2 separate regions of the Danio rerio genome follow, and region 2 is linked to region 1. Evidence: chromatin contacts called from public Hi-C data. All regions are on one chromosome and are shown on one strand. Each heading gives the region's core, a stretch centred on a gene start, on an enhancer-like site or on the middle of the called end of the contact. The rest is flanking DNA. Distances are from core to core; before and after follow the strand shown.

Region 1 (4,520 bases), core at 13-2,512:
AGCAGCTCTAGCTATAAGGTAGTCAAAAAAAAAAAAATTGGAATAAAGCCTGTTTGGTAATAAATATGAATAATAGATAATAAATAACAATAAATTAATTATAGCTAGAAGGAATACAAAAACTGAAAGTTAACATCTACCGAGGTGTCATAGTGGAACAGTGCCTAGCACGACCGACTCACAGCAAGAAGGTCGCTGGTTCAAGCCCTTGCTGGGTCAGTTGGCATTTCTGTGTGGAGTTTACATGTTCTCCCGTGTTCGTGAGGGTTTCCTCTGGGAACTCCGGGTTCTCCCACAGTCCAAACACATGCAATACATGAATTGAATAAAATTGTCCATAGTGTGTGTGTGTGTGTGTGAATGCAAGAGTGTATGGGGGTTTCCCAGTGTTGGGCTGCTGCTGGAAGGACATCTGCTGCGTAAAACATATGGTGGATAAGTTGGCGGTTCATTCCGCTGTGGCGACCCCTGAATAATAAAGGGACTAAGCCGAAAAGAAAATGAATGAATAGCATCTACCCCTACCCCAACCCTGAACCCAACCACCACAATAATGCAAAAACAGTAATTATACCCTGTATTATTCTTAATATTTGCTATATTATCCATTAAATTGCATTTTATTGACGTCTACCCCTACCCTAACCCTAAACGCAACCATCACAGTGATTATACCCAGTAGGCTATTAATATTGGTTTTATTGTTCATTAAATTGCGAATGCAAAACCATCACAGTATTGCATTAACTGTTGTACAGTGTCACAAAAATGATGCTATATTGATGTGAGTATCCGCAGCTGTATCCCAACTAGACTTTACCATTAAAATAAAGCAGCACAATGTATACTGTTTTTGTACAGGTAAATAACCATGTGGTGGCACCGGAAGTCCTGCGCATACTCCTAAATGCACGCATCCTCTCAAATGTTAAAAACAAGAAAATATATAAAAAAATAACTGGAACAATATGAAAGTAAAGCTAAACATCTTTGCTCTCCTAAACAAATGTATTGATAATTATGGCAATATTAAACACATTTCTTTTTCATCAATCAAAACTACAAACTTTTTTGCACAGGTAAAACAAGCAGATGACACAGGCAGTCCGACACATGCACACACCAAGTGCAAAAACAGTATTTTACTATGTACTTTGTTGAATGGAAGAAGAGTAACATTTTAAACCACTGTAATTTGTTGTGGTTTTGTGGCTCTTAAGAGCGCGGCGATCAGTTAACTGTCGGCTGAACACTGTCCCTTTAAGAGCTCACAGTGCTGAGCAGCGCCGTGCACTGAAACCTCCGGTATAACAAACACAACTATCAGCAGCTCAACACTCAAACTTTCTCCACCACATCTCACATTATTGGAGTTTACAACGCTCCAGCATCAACACAGCGACAAAACACGGGAATATGTGACGCGAATCAACAACGGTAAGGTGCTATTTACAATCCTTTTACATTCCAGTTGACATCTAACGTTAAGTTAGATATCGCATAGCGGTTGGTTTGATTCCACATCTAAACGCTCATCAGAGTGTGTATTGAGGTGTTTCAACTTTTAGTTTCATTTTATTATTATAAGTTAACTCATTTCTTGCAAACGATATAAATTGGTGTTCTAAAGGTACCCCAGGTTTTGTTCAGAAGTTATATTGCAGAAGCTGTCATGTACTTTTTTTTTGGTAGTGGTCGCTAACGTTAGTTTAACCATTAGCCAGGATTGTTGACTGTTCAGATGAAACTGCATTGATTCTCGTTTCAGGATCAGCAGCAGAAGCAGCAGTCATGTAGTCAGCATGTACTGTACTGTGCTGTACTGTGGTGTGTGAGATTGGCAGGGTGTGTTTTTACTCACTGAGGAATCCGATATCCACAGGCTTTACACTCGCTGAATGTCACAGTTTGGTTTAAACTGAATTAGAAACACCCAGATATAATTTGCCAGTTCCTCACAGACACAACATTTGTGGGAGTCACCGGGGATTGTGCTAGAATAACATGCCATTTTGGAGGCCCCTGCAGAAATCATTTCCATTCAGCAAACTTACATGGGGAGAAACTTTACATACACACCCACCACTTTTATAGTAGCCTACATGCATAGTTGTAATTATTTTTTTTTTATTAAACTCATGTATGCCATATGTCTGTCTGAGCAGATTCCCAAATGCAGATTAAGTTCTCACGACATGGACGACTGTATTAATTGTGATAAATCTCTTGTTGCATAATCTGACCTGTATTTCTCTCAGTGCTTTTTAAGACACTTGGAGGATGGGAAGTTTTCTCGAAAATTGTAGAGATTTTGCCTTCGACATGTCAATTTAATACAGCTTTTTTATTTAGTGTGATTATTAACAAAGTATTCCTGACATAAACTTTATCTGGGTAATCGGATTCTTCTTTTTAGATGTAAATGAAAAAATGGCTATAATATAATATAATATAATATAATATAATATAATATAATAATGCATTGAAATATTGCATTGAATAAATAATAATACAATATATAAATAGCATAATTATTTTTGCTTTTTTATCAAGTTTATAATTAATTGATTATTATAATGTATTATAGTCACTTATAATATATTTATAATATAGTAACATGACTTTTTATAATGCTGTGGAGTGCAGACATTTTTAGTCAGACGTAGTCAGTAATGGAATCTAGATAATTAACTTTAGGTAATGTATTCTGACTGCTTTTGGATTACTTTTAGATTACTTACTTTTTTCATGCTGTTTATTAAATTCAGCATGGTTATTCTATTTGGTACAGAGGCCAAGAGAGATTAACACGCTGCAATTTAAGAAAACACTTGCAATTACAAAAACACCAGCAAATTAAGAAACGATCTTCATCAGTTTGACAACACGCGTGTTGCAAATTCTCACAACACAAACAACTGAAGAAACGTGCTGCATTTTGTTACAACACAAACAATTGAAGAAACATGCTGAATTTTGTTACAACACAAACAACTAAAGAAACCTGCTGCGTTTTGTCACAACACAAAAACTGAAGAAGCACGCTGCGTTTGGTCACAGCACAAACAATGGAAGAAACACGCTGCATTTTGTTACAACACAAACAACTGAAGAAACGTGCTGCATTTTGTTACAATACAAAGAATTGAAGAAACGTGCTGCGTTTTAATTCAACACAAACACTTTAAGAAACACACTGCATTTGGTCACAACACAAACAACTGAAGAAACGTGCTGCGTTTTGTTACAACAAACAATCAAAGAAACGTGCTGCGTTTTAAAACAACACAAACAATTCAAGAAACACGCTGCATTTGGTCACAACGCAAACAATTGAAGAAACACACAGCATTTGGTCACAACTCAAACAACTTTAAAAATGCAACATTTTCATTAATCATCAATTAGGCTAATAATTTACAAAAGACAATGAAATGGTGTAATCAGCATTAAAATAAACAAAAAAATCTCACCTTTCAAAGACCATCAACAACTTCACTGAGCAACAGCCACGACATAACACATACATATCTCAGCAGGGTCTGTCATGTTTTTGGGTCCCCTTGAAACATTTCTCTTGTGTTAAGTAGATATTAGCAAGTGTTGTGACAAAATGCACCGAGTTTCTTTAGTTGTTTGTGAGAATTTGCAACGTGTGTCGTCAAACTCATGAAAATCGGTTCTTAATTTGCTGGTGTTTTTGTAATTGCATATATTTTCGGATTATGTATTTCAGATGATATGTAAAAAGGTATTATTTTGCACAACATGCCTCAAAATTCTTTAAATTGTCCCATTTTTATATTTAAACAAAGAATAGAACTTGTAACTTGTAAAAAAGTTAAATTAGAAAAAAAAGTAATTTGATGGGATAAGTAATTTGCACATATTTGTTGGTTATTTGTTGTGATGTATATTATTTGCATCTTAATGCAAGTCTCTTTTATTCAAGAAACATGCATCATCGTCATCATCATCAATACCATCATGTGTTTAATTTTGCAAATATGGTTCACAAAGGTTACAGGAAATGTAAATGGACTCATGTTAACTGTTCACCAAAATAAAACAGAATTGACAGAACAGACTGCAAAACACACACTGACATTTACAGAAATACAACATACAGTGCTCAGCATATATGAGTACACCCTTCACAAATCTCTCATTTAGATTAATATTTTCCATCGGAAGCTTTACAATATTATGTTCAAACATATACATTGGATTAGTCACTACTGAAGCCAAATCTGGAGCTTATCTAACAAAATAACTTACGATAACAGTCTAAAATTAGTACACCAACATTTATATGTTAAAAATATTATTGTTATTTTTTTAAAGAGCTCAAGAACTCAAGAGAAACAAAAAAATGTATAAAATTATGTGGAAATGTTGTTTGTATTTTTTTCCCAGCATTAAACATTAATTTAAATGTATTTTCTTTTTATTTCTGAAGATGTTTGGGTTCCTAAATATTATTTTAATAAATATATATGCTTAATAAATATGTTTTGTTT
Region 2 (4,556 bases), core at 1,925-4,424, 140 kb after region 1:
AGTGTCACAAACAACATAAACTTTTTATTTATTAATATACATGAAAGTACTTTATTTTATAATTAAACTGAATAAATATATAAAAATGTACTCTTGCAGGTGCATTTCGGAGAGCAGCATTGTGAACAAAGAGATAGTCATGTCAGAGAAGACATAAATTGTGCTGCACTTTGAAGCTGATTATTACTTTTGTGAATGTGCCACACGACTTGCCTTGGATGTTTGATGTGCTGTAAAATGAACTTCTTGAGAGGGTGATAAACGTGATGTCTGTGCCCCCTTTTCTCGTTTCAGCTGGCATGCGCCCTTCCCTGAGGCTTTCAGCACGCGCTATTATACTTCTCTATCCCCGACACGTGCAGATACAAGAGCCTTGGCTGGACCTCATGCGGAACTCCCAAATAGAGGATTTAACCTGAACCCCTTCAGAATCAACTTATCCACACACAGCGCGCCTAGAGTAATAATAATAATAATAATAATGATAATGATGATGATGATGATGACGCCTAGTCTGCAGCTTGATTTTTTTTTTTTAATTTTTAATAATTTTTAGACTCATTTAAAATTTTTGCATATTAATTGTATCAAAAATTTAATGGAGAATGGTCTGGGTATAATTACATTTTGCGCGTTGTGATAAGAAAAATAAAGTAAAAAACGATTAAAGATTAAAATTGGTTAATTTGCTGTTACCTTACCATTTACTTGTATGGGAAAATATAGGCTATCGTATTTTATGTCAATTATATTGTTTAACTTTTTCAGTGAGAAAGTTTAACCGCGAAATAGTTATATTTTAAGCCTACGTGAAAAAAAAAACGTTTAACCTATCATATAATTTAGCCTATTATTTGTATTATTAAATCGGTAACACTTTAAATATAGTCCGTTAATAAACATTGGTTAATGAATAAAATGTAGGCCTAAGCTATGCAAGATTATTCGTTAACCTTTGTTAACGTTATCTAATAAGCATGATTAAGTCATGAGTAAAACTAGGCTATTATGGGTTAGCCAGGTGTCATGTTAATGATGTTTATTAATTTTGACTACAGTTTGAGGCCAGTTTTGATGCTTTAGATTATCCTCCTATTATCTTTCCTATCACGTGGCCTGAGCCTTATTAAGCTTAATTGTCCTCTCGTCTTTTTTTTATAAATGCATTAATTAAAAGTTGGTGCACTGAAAAAAGGTTAATTTGTTTAATTATTGTTTAACATCAGCCAAACACGCCAATTCAGCAAGACTAATTTAGGTTAATGGCTATGGTTCAAATCAGGTTAAAATAGTTCCTTGTGGTGTCAGTTGCTAGTCAGCACTTTTTTGTTAGTGTATTGTATATAATTTAATCGAATGCAAACGGGTTGTAAAATAGCCACCAAAACGCGCCGTGCATGCAAAAAGTATAGTATTAAAATTCATCCTAAGGGTTTTACATGATTGAGTGCAATCGTGTATTAAATGTGGACGAGCAGTTTGTCTGACAGATTAGATGACGCTCGGCTATCTCCGATCTGCATCCTCATGCACCTGCTGCATAACCGTTATTTCATGCGCTGTGACCCAGAGTGACGCTTCAATGGCTGGGCTCATTACAATGATGCCCATTATCATGGCAGAGTTGTTTATGCATAGTAATTTATATTAGATTCAGATTATGAAGCACACAAGCATGCACAGATATTTAGTAGAAAACGTATATTTATTCGTACAAACATGTTTGCACCAGATTTATATTCTGAGGTAAATACATAATAGAATAAATCTCTTTATATACAATAAAAATACAATAGCATAAAGAAGCAACAGGTTGAATAAATAAAAAAAAGAAAAGTGGTGGGAAAGCCGTCATGAGAGCTGGTTAACTGTACGGATCAGTTGGACAGATGAGGGTTTCTTCGGGTCAAAATACATAATGCATAAGGCCAGATCTTTGTCTTGTCCTTTCAGTCTATTGTCACAGCGTTGAAACTGATTTTTCACGCTCGTTTTTCAGCTTTATCGCTCTACAAATTGTAATATTGACTTTTCACCTTGGACAGCAAAGGCCAATCTGCCTTGCTTTTTAAATTATAATTTTCTCTAACGGGGTTCTGGTCACGCTCCAAGGAATGCAAAAAGTGCAAAGGTATTGGAAAAAAGCATCAACATCAACATCAATATCAAAACGTACAAAAATAAAACATTCTCATTTGCAGACTGTCATTAAGGCAAACAGTGAATACCTAACGTTGTGCTCTTGGTTCTAATAGAAAAGTAACAGTGGTCTTACACTACTACATACTTCTGGAGATTCTATACCGACATGAGAACGCTTAAAGTCACATTAATAGATGCTAGGCACGAAGTTGCGGTAGCTGTACACTACGTCGGTTTGCAAGTATCCAAAATCGTCCATGGCTGCGGGGCTGCCCGGGTCTGAGTTGCAGTAAGACGGTGATGAAGACGACGAGGATGCCCCCGACGGCCAGGAGCAAGAGTCACTGCCGGGGCTGGGTGCATCTGCCATGCAGCTTAGTCCGGGGAGCAGCAGCGGACCGTCTCTTGACTTGCCCTGCTTCTGGTCTGCGATCCGGATGGTCTCCGAAAGTGCCCAGATGTAGTTGTGAGCGAAGCGCAGAGTCTCAATTTTGGTCAGCTTTGTGTCGTCAGGAAACGCAGGCAGGACGCTTCTCAAAGCATCCAATGCGTCGTTAAGGTTGTGCATCCTGTTCCTCTCGCGGTCGTTGGCCTTCAGCCTGCGGTTCTTCTTCACGACGTGCACAGTGGTTTCGTTCCTCGCGCGCCCCCTGCGCCTTTTCTTCTGCTGGAGCCCGGCTGGAGACGCAGGTGGTTTTCCGCAGGAGGACGCGGGGGACGCGGGGTGGAGGCTGCTGCGCGAGTCCTCATCATCCGTGTGCGAAAAGGAGTAGTCACAGCTTGAGGTTTCCATATCGGAGTATACGATCTCCATTGTTGATAACCTGGAGAAATTTACAAAATCAGGTTAGGAATACGCCAGAAAAGAAACAAAAAACAACATCAGTCGTGCAAAGTCCTTTCAAGTTATCTGCGTGACGCAATACGCACCTTATTGGTGGGCTGGGAGATGCTTGAGGTTTTGCAGAATCCTGCAGATAGTTTGTGTTGAAGATAATGGCACGCGTCTGTCTTGCTCTTAACCCTCAATCAGCTCGTGTGAGCTTGTGAGCTTGGCACACGACTGGCCTCACCTACCTTATATACCCTGATGGGACAATGGACATACCCCCCTCGCTTTGGCATTTTTGTGAAGGATGAATGAATGGTTTGCATCAGGTCTGCCCCGTGCCGCACGACCATCTCATTAGCATAATTTATGCCTGTTGTTTGTTCGCCCTCTGAAGCGTGCCTGTAATCACCGCTGGCCAATCAGAGAGCAGGAGAACTGTCCGGCCACGCGAGCGGAGCTGTTGCTGTCTGTCCTGCATGCAACAAGCCCACTTTAACTTAAATCTCAAGAGGAAATCGAAAAGAATGGACTTCAGCAAAAGTGGCCTGAGGCTGCAAGACACATTTTGCACATTTTTCTAATGTATTTTGTTATATCACATCATATCTGTCAAATATTATTTAAGGCCAAATTGTTTTGGTTTGTTGCAGAATTCTAAATGTTATATATGTTATAAATATTTTTCTATGATATATATATATATATATATATATATATATATATATATATATATATATATATATATATATATATATATATATATATAAAGTTTGCGGGCTACTTTGATCTCAAGCTATTTTGCAAAATGTAAAAAAAAAAGTATTTTACTAAATGCATGTTACTTCACAAAAGTGATTCTGCAAGACCTCACACGTTTTTCATATAGGCTAAAATGCATATATGCATCAGATCTATGTTTTAATTTGAAGCTCGCAATAATTTGGCAAAACAAAACTACATAAAATAAGAGCAGAATAATGGTTAGGCTAAAACAACAACAACAACAACAACAACGCGGTAGCCTACATTACTGCACAAATAATCCATCCTTTCTCCAAACCTCCAATAGTAGCATATATGCGTTGGTTAACGGAAAATAAAACACTTTCAAAGTTTTGCATTTTCAATGCACATTTTAGACCGTTAGCCTTCACATTAAACGTTTTTTTCTGGTACATTGCCTTTTTACCATACATAACCTATATTTCACGTCCACATCAAAATGACGCGTTTACAGAAGTGATATTTTACTTTATTTCACGGTGTCTGCAGCAGCATTTTGAGTTATAACAGACAGGGTGAAAGATGCAGTTCAATCAAACTTGCTCCAATGAGCCCAGTGGCTTAAGTTTTATTTAAAGACATCTTTATGAGACAGCCGTACAATTGTTCATTAATTATTCAATTTATTCAATTGCAAGCAACTCGCCCCTCTTTGGAAAAAAATGAAGGGGGCACTATTTAGAAATAGTTTGGCGAGAGACCTGCGGCGCTTTTCTCCGTGCGGTATTATGGCGATAGGGGCACAGTCATTTATAAATAATTACACAATGTTTAGAGTCTTCAGGCATGTATGATATAT

The links. Hi-C and Micro-C count contacts between places; a contact is called where the count stands out from the background.
Region 2: a contact with region 1 is called in a Hi-C map of hematopoietic stem cells, with 2.0 times the contacts expected there. The contact joins the promoter of neurog1 here to the promoter of arap3 in region 1. A contact is called at or near these places in 1 of 18 Hi-C or Micro-C datasets (hematopoietic stem cells) and 1 of 4 datasets of contacts at active chromatin or transcription factors (embryo).

Annotation. Positions count from the first base shown.
Region 1 is chr14:30,841,963-30,846,482 of GRCz12tu, forward strand. It overlaps arap3 (ArfGAP with RhoGAP domain, ankyrin repeat and PH domain 3), which reads left to right and starts at 1,263. Exons shown (of 34, transcript XM_682220.9): 1 at 1,263-1,437.
Region 2 is chr14:30,978,026-30,982,581 of GRCz12tu, forward strand. It overlaps neurog1 (neurogenin 1), which reads right to left and starts at 3,175. Exons shown (of 2, transcript NM_131041.1): 1 at 3,073-3,175; 2 at 1,687-2,966. The coding sequence starts at 2,956. The coding sequence ends at 2,330. It also overlaps a transcript of polr2g not described here.